2 separate regions of the Rattus norvegicus genome follow, and region 1 is linked to region 2. The links are chromatin contacts, called in public Hi-C maps. All regions are on one chromosome and are shown on one strand. Each heading gives the region's core, a stretch centred on a gene start, on an enhancer-like site or on the middle of the called end of the contact. The rest is flanking DNA. Distances are from core to core; before and after follow the strand shown.

Region 1 (4,147 bases), core at 1,492-3,991, 570 kb before region 2:
GGCAAATAGAATTAAACAAGCCAGAGGGATTAAGGACACCATAAGAAGACCTTCAGAGTTAATTAAACTGGGTCCATGTGGGCTCACAGAGACTAAGCCACCAGCCAAAGAGCATGCATAAGCTGGACTTCGGCTCCCTACACATTTTGTAAGCAGATGTACAACTTGGTCTTCAAGGGGTCCCGTAACAATTGGAAGGAAAGTGAGTCTGACTCTGCTGTAGTGGCCCTCCATTGGATTCCCTGCCCTACCTACCTGGACTGACTGGTTGAGCCTAAGTGGGAGGGAATGCCCTTAGTCTTGCTGTGACTTGATGCCCCAGGGCTGGGTTGTAGCCAAAATGGGGCTTCACCTTCTCTGAGGAGAAGTGAGGCGTTGAGAGGAAGAAGGATTTGTAAGGGTGGGACTGGGAAGAGAGGATGAGGGGTTATGATCAGGATGTAAAGTGTATAAATACACTAATTAATGAAAGAGAAGAAAAAGAAAAGTCTAAAGTTAAGCCTATCCCACCCACGAAAAAGTTCTTACTGTAAACACCTGGATGTTCTATGACGTGATTCTAGAAACCCATGCAAAAGTAGAAGTAGAGAACATAATTTACAAAGTTGTCCTCTGGCCTATAGATGCCAACTATAACACATATGCACCTGCAGGCATATGTGCACATATGTGCACATATTATACACACACACACACACACACACACACACACACACACACACACACACACACACACAAACACAGAGAGACATACACACACGCACATACACACACAGGCCTGATTAAAATTCTAACTAAAAGTAGAAAATATATCTTTCAAATCTAACTTGTCAAGGTACTCAAGTAAAATTATAAAAATAGAAATTCAAATTAAAGATAAAAAAACCAAATAACTAAGTTGTGGGACACTCAGAAATGTAACATCTACTGGATTGAAATTGAATTGGTATAAGAAAGCTTCAGTTCTTTATGTGAAAATAAATGACCAGCGGTCTAGTTGCTCAGATTCCTGTTACATGATTATAGGTGATATTTATTATTATTGCTTGATCAGAACAAGGACGACATTTGGCTTCAGTATCTCGTCAGTGTAATAGGAACAACACTGGGACATTGTCCGGGCCCACCCGGTCTGCTTATGCCTTTCTTTGCCTGAGCTAGGTGTTTTCTACTTCATGGGCCCTTGTTTCCAGGTAACGTATGTGGTGGAATACTGGAGACATCATGATAGCTTGCTTCTGCATAAGAATGAGTTACACTCTATTGTTAGTTAGAAGCTTCAGGAAATTGAAACTTATTGTAGGTTGGAAGTTTGGAGAAATCAAAACTTATGCCATTGGTTTCTGATGTGACGTATGTTTATCGTTACCCTGACAACTAGTTTGTATTATGTGATTTTTCTGCTTATAAGCAAAGGCTTTTTGCCTTATTAAATGAGACTTGATCAGAATACTGTCTTGTCTCCATTTCTTGCGCCTCTTGTCCCATCCATTCCTACTCCCCCTCTCCAGGGTTTCTGCTGACATTCCCGCGGGCCGGGACAGGACATTCGTTACACATTTCTTCTTTCCTGTTCTCACAACATTGCATCATGTTGTCTGCAACTGTGTTTTTTCATATTGGTAGAAAAATTCTTATTTTTGATCTAGCAAATAAGAAATTATCTTTTTTTTTTTTTTTTTTTTTTTTGGAGCTGGGGACTGAACCCAGGGCCTTGTGCTTGCTAGGCAAGTGCTCTACCACTGAGCTAAATCCCCAACCCAAGAAATTATCTTTTAGAACACGTATATCATGCATTAAGATGTAAGATTTAAGTCTGGGAGAGAGCAAGTATCCCTTGTTGATACGGAGCTGTGCAAGGTCGTTATAGCTGTGCAAGGTCGTTATGGAGATTTCTGATAATAGTGAGTGGCTTTCTCATCCTCATAAAGCTTTATGCTCCTTCCATTCTAGAAGGCATCAGCCTGATAAAGTGAAAAACACATTATATGCTTCTAAAATTATGATTCAAAGGTTGGGGAGATTGAAAAAATAGTTCTTTTGCAAAGTCCGTAAGATAAACTATGACTATGTTGATATACTTTATAAAGGGGAGTGGGAAGGGTTAAGGGTTTGATGGACAGGAAACCGGGAAAGGGAATAACATTTGAAATGTAAATAAGAAATATCCAGTTTAATAAAAATGGAAAAAAATTCACCCAGCATCCTCTGATCACAAATTGTAAATTAATATTTTTACTGTCGGTGAAAATTTTATATACTCTATTTGATTATATTTGCTCCTCAACTCCTACTCGTACCTCCTCACCTGTAGGGTTGTGAGTCCTGAGCCCACTCAGGGAGGCTGGACACTGGAAGTTTGACTGCGCATACCCCAGCCATGGTTGGGCAGCTGTAAGGCTGTAGGGCAGCCTCGATATCACTCCGAGGGAGGGGAAGCACAGTCTGAGGTGCGGGACTAGGCAGAAGCTGGCTTGGGGGTCCCTGGGCATGTGATGAGGCCGGGGCCTTCAGGTTCTCAGGTTCTTGGGCATCCAGGCTCTGCTAGAAGCTGCTGAAGAGCTGAGAATGACGTGGGGTCTACAAAGCTGGATCTAGCTGGGGCCAAGGGGGAAAAGGAGGGGACTCTGATTGGTCCTGTGTGTGTGGTGGTGGTGATAGGGAATCCTTGGTTTGACTGTGGCAGGTGCAGGCTTGGTGGTGGCTTGGTTTTGGTGGCAGCCTTGTCTGGGAGAAAAAGGAGGCCTTATATGGGAGATTAGACAGCTGCTCTGTAGGCGAAGGCCTTCTGTGAGGCTCCCCACTGCAGATCCGGATGAAAAGAGACAGTTTGTGGTTTTATAAAATTTATTGTCATAGCAGAAAGTGGATGAATAAAACTATACTTCACTTCTCAGGGTGGGCTTGAGTTTATATACGTTTTGCAGGGTGAGTCTCAGGGAAGGAAAGTTTATTGGCTAAGCCTCTAGACCTTTAGGTACCTCACTATAAAGGAGGTCTGTCTATCTTGAGCTTATGAGACCTGTGGTCACGTCCTCTACCTGTGGAAGGACTTGGGGCTTTGCCTTTACATGACTGATCACCACAAATCTATGGAGGACTGTGGCTAGTGAGTTTCCTAGGAGTCAAGTGAAAATCCTACCATCCCTTGAGGAACACTGAGATTTTAAGACTCAACCAGGAACTAAGATGCCTTTCATAGTCCCACACGCTACTATCTACATCTACTTTTATATCCCCCCAATTTCACGCTCTTTTTTTCCAAAAAATTTATTTATATATTTGTTTGTTTATATTTAGTAACCCTTTGATATCAATCAGTGTTATCTACTTATTTCTGGGTGCTATGTACTAGAGTGAGGTAAATGTGTGATAAGCCACACCCTTCAAGAAAACTGACTTTCTCTCCCATAGAAGAAGCTACCACAATTGAAGAAAACTGCATAAGACAAGAAAAAGAAGTGTGTGTGTGTGTGTGTGTGTGTGTGTGTGTGTGTGTGTGTGTGTGTATCCTAATCAGTTTGAAGAGTTACAACAAAAACAAATATTATAGATGGGTTAAATTATACCATTTTACTCCATTTTACTCTGCAGCCTGGTATCATCTAGGCCAGCACCAAATACTTGTAGATGCTGAATGCATGCCTATAATTGCAGCATTCAAGAGGCTGCAGCAGAAGGATGTCAAGTTTGGGGACAGCCAAAACTATATATGGAGACCCTGTCACATATAGTGAAATCAAGTATATGCTGGCAGATCTGGCCCACATCATGAGTTGCATTTCCTGATTTGCTGATAGCCTGAGCACTCATTGCTTCCTCACAAGATGGTAAGGAAAATGTGTATGTGTTGTGGGGAGGTGGATGCAAGGGGCAGGGAAGGAGTGAACAAGGATGGGGTGTCTCATTCTCTTATAAAGTCACAGACACTGATTTTATGAGGTCTCATTTGTCGATTCTTGATCTTAGAGCATAAACCATTGGTATTCTGTTCAGATCATTTTCCCCTGTGCCTATGTGTTCAAGGATGTTCCCTACTTACTCTTCTATTAGTTTCAATGTATCTGGTTTTATGTGGAGGTCTTTGATTCACTTGAACTTGAACTTAGTACAAGGAGATAGGAACAGGTCGATTTTCATTCTTCTA
Region 2 (4,080 bases), core at 789-3,288:
TTGGGGAGCTCTGACACAGTCACAAAATACCATCTTTGATTTGTCTGTTGTTTTGTTTTGTTTTTCTGTCTTTTGAGACAAAGTTTCACTAGGTAATGCTGTCCGTCCTGGAGCTCACTATGTAGACACAGGCTGATCTTTTACTCACAGAGCTCCATCTGCCTCTACCTCCTTAGCTGGGATGAAAAACTTGTAGCACCATGCTGAGACAGTTGTGTGAAGAAAGAAAGAAGACTGGTGAATCCTAATTGGCTCAGCCTTGGTTCTATGACAACCATAGTCAACATTTGGCCAGTCCAGCCTAGGTGTAGTACACACAAGCTACGTGACAAAATTTTGAATTCATAAAATTTAGATTCACTTAAAAAAAAACTTGACATTTATGAACTATCCAAGTTGTGTGTTTAAGTTGATTTTTACCTGCATATAAAGGTGATGAGAGATATATATTTGTCATTATTTTTTTTTCTACCCAGTGTTAGTATATCCCAAATTCTTTTGGAAGAAAAGTCTCTAGCCACCAAACACTTGGTTTAAATACTTATATTTTACCAAGCAGTTTTGAAATTCTGCCATCCTTTCCTTTTAGGAAATGGGTTATGTTATGAATTTAAAACAAACATAGTAGCCTTGAAGAAGACTCTTCCCAAGCCTTCAATGCCCTGATCCCAGGAAAAAAGCATTCTTGCTCTTTCCTGGCAAAGTCACGATGACATGATCCTCTGCTAATGAGGGAAAGATGGCAGAAGACTGTCTGTCACAGACAGGACAAGCTGTTTTTCTCTTAGACATTTTCCCTACTAAAGAACAGACAGCTGTTGCATAGCACTAAAGACTGGAAGGGAGGGCTAGAAACGGTGGCTTAGGTGTCTTAAATGCGGCCAGAGAGCAGTCTGCATGCTACTATAACCAAGACCTCTGCTTACACAGGGCACGGACTTAGCTTTGCCCAAAAACTCAGTCCCTGCTGAGGAAGGCAGAGAACCTGTTCGCAGACTACCGAAACCGAGGCCTGCATTTTACAAGCATTGGGCTTCTGGGGTGTTTTCCTGTTGTTTACTTGGAAGGAAGAAAAAACCTCAAAGCTAAATGTAGACATCACTGGAAAATAATAAAGATAAAGCACTTCTGAAATTTTCATGAGTCAATAAAAAAAAAAAACGTAATTCCATTTAGAAACAAATCGATTGACAGATATGTTTCGGAGGGTACAGCTATTACTTAAAGCAAGAAACACCTACAGTCAAATTCCTTTCTGAAAAGATTTTCTCTCAATCTTAAAACATTCACCAAAAACATTCCCTACACATTTTATCTCTGGGTCCCCAGCAGTGTCTTAATTTTTAAGTAATGATTGACTAGAACACGCACGCAGTTTTTAGATACTGAAGATGGGAGCAGCTATTTTCGCTGAACAGCGGGAGCCTTTTCAGCACATCTCTTACTAAGCCCTAACAGGATGCCATCTTTACGATTCTCTCAAATATGTTGTACTAAAAGCCGCGTGTCTTGTTTCTAAACCTAAACTCGGAGACGTCCGTTTCTGAATTTTAAGATGCCATGCCATGTAGATCAAAGCAGTCATTAAAACAGGGGATAACCTTTTTAAAAAGGAGGGGTCATTGTGACGTACTGCATCTTGCTGTAGTGTGGATTTTAATGGAATCACTTAAAACCATTAGTTGCTATTGTCGATGTGCTCTATGTAAAGAAAAATACCAGGTCTTTGAATTATTTGTCTGGGGAAAAAATAAAAAGGGGAAAAAAGAACATTTCAGTTGTCTGAGTCGGAGACTTAGGGGAAAAAATTCTCCGTAAAACCCAAAAGCCGAAGAAACAGTTCAACAGACAGCAGCATCAAAATCTCAAACTGTAGTCGCAGCCAGCTATTTATACTTCCCATACAATTCTCGGAAAAATCTATTGTTAAGGTTGAGCATTTCTGGGAAGAAGAGGGGGAAATTTTTAAACCAGCAACAAATAGTATTCGTTCAGTCCCTGCCATCCACAGGGCGCATGGGTGACATTTGCTATAAGTCTGTCAAGGTACATGAAAATGATCCTTCCTCTCTTCCTTTTGCTTGAATCTGAAAAGAAACTTGTCTTGCATTCGACTGCACTCCCTTCATTCCTATTTTCCTCCATGCCTTCCCTCTTCCCTTTCTCTTTTTTCAGCCCTAGATTTCTTTTCAGAGGGGTAGAATGGGAGACTGTAACTCGCTAAAGATGGCGTTTCTACCCAGTGCTGCCCTGCCCTCTAGTGGCCAGGATCCAGAACTCCGTACACTTCTTTCCCCCACCCCTCTTACTAAACTCTGCCTTTCAGCCTTTCAGCCTTCCATTCCCTACACATCCCTCTAACCTTCTCTCCTTTCTTTTATCCTCTCCCTCCTTCAGCAGCCAACCTAAAACTGTCTGTAAAAAGAGAACTTGCAGAATGCGTATACTTAAAATACAAAACGGTTTACATAAAGGAAAACTTGGTAATTAAATTCTCTCCTCCCTCGTATTTAATCGGCAAATCGGCATGTTAAATCCACAAACTAAATTGAACCAAGTCTGAGACTGATGTTCTTGGTAAATCTTAGAGAATATTAGCGTCTCTCTAAGAAACTCATATGCAAATTGATTTATTTCCATAAAATTGGAGGTGAGGGAATCTTACCTATTCAGGAAGCTGAGAAAAGAGGGTCAAAAGTTCAAATACAACTGTGTCTTGCAGTGAGACAGAGTGGGGGAGTAGGAGGGAGGGGGGAGGGCTAGACCTGGGACTCTCAGGAAGAGTGCATGCCTAGTATTCCCTTTCACCCCAGTACTAATAATGGAATAAAACAGTCTCGATGTGATTTCCAGCAACACCCAAAAGGCATGTCCAGCTGATTAGCAGCTGCCAAGGCTCCACTACATCCCTTGTTAGCACACGTGATAGCGACTCCTCTTTCCCGCTTGGACACTGAAGGCCAAATTCCACGATGAAGAGAAAGGTACATTAACAGACTGTCACCAGGCGTGTCCATTTAACTTAATTACTGCTCTGTATTTAAATATTATTTACCAAAACACCCCACTGCTCTAAGTGAAGGACCACAAAATTAACATTTTGACAGCATGTGTGTCATTCGTGCCTTATTAAAAGCACTGCCATTTCCAGCTCAGCGCAGCAATATGCTCTTAAAAGCAATGTAGATCTCCATCTTCAGGCTTTTATACCAGATGCTGGAGGAGATGGGGGGTCAGCCATAAGCTATAAGAAGTTGTAAAGGTTACCTTCATTTCATGGTTGCTCTGATCTAAACTCAGTGGACTTAAGATTAAAAGGAGAACAAGGACCATTTCCCAGTCAGACTTAGGGCACCTACTCTCAGAAACTGGGTCCCCCAAATATGTGAGCATTTCAGAAAAGTTCTTGAAACATAGAAGATAGACAGGAGGAATAGCACAGAGCTGAGATCCCAGCTACTCAGGAGGCAGACACAGGCAGGTCACAACTTGGAGACCTGTTTCCTGCACAGTCATTTGAAGACCAGCCTGAGTAATTTAGAGAAAGCCTATCTCAAAAACTAAAAACAATACCAACAATTAATGAAAATATATAAAAGGAAAATAGAATCTAAAATATTGCCTGTTCATTACTTTTCTATTGATGTGAAGAGACACCATGGCCAAGACATCTTATCAACAACTTTATTAGGGAGTTACAGTTTCAGAGGGTGATCATTACGGCACTGCAGGCATGACTGGAGTTAGCCCAAAGACGGCCAAGTGGGAATGGCATGAGATTTTGAAATGCAAAGCTCACCCTCAGATACACACCTCCTCTAACAAGGCTGCACCTCCTAATCCTTTCCAAACAGTCCCATCATTTGAGGGTGAAGTATCCAAACATATGAACTGAGCCTATGGGAGCCATTCCCATGCAAACCACCACACCCTTAGAACGCATTCCTGTTCAGAATCCTCATCGACACCAACATCATGACCTCTTTATCCATGAGATGATGCTGTACATTATCAACTACAAAACGCTTTATGGAAAGCCATCTTTCAGAACCAGAAGCCACAGCTATCATCACTAACCCC

Evidence for each region. Hi-C and Micro-C count contacts between places; a contact is called where the count stands out from the background.
Region 1: a contact with region 2 is called in a Hi-C map of frontal cortex, with 2.1 times the contacts expected there. The contact joins two enhancer-like sites. A contact is called at or near these places in 2 of 12 Hi-C or Micro-C datasets (frontal cortex and prefrontal cortex).

What each region holds. Positions count from the first base shown.
Region 1 is chr2:168,153,750-168,157,896 of GRCr8, reverse strand. No RefSeq gene overlaps it. Among named protein-coding and RNA genes, the nearest start is that of Mir2985, 99 kb to the left of the region's middle. Within about 2 kb of position 2,741, at least 19 of the 93 cell types and tissues checked have an H3K27ac peak or open chromatin away from gene starts, as enhancers often do.
Region 2 is chr2:167,587,674-167,591,753 of GRCr8, reverse strand. No RefSeq gene overlaps it. Among named protein-coding and RNA genes, the nearest start is that of Gask1b, 240 kb to the right of the region's middle. Within about 2 kb of position 2,038, at least 12 of the 93 cell types and tissues checked have an H3K27ac peak or open chromatin away from gene starts, as enhancers often do.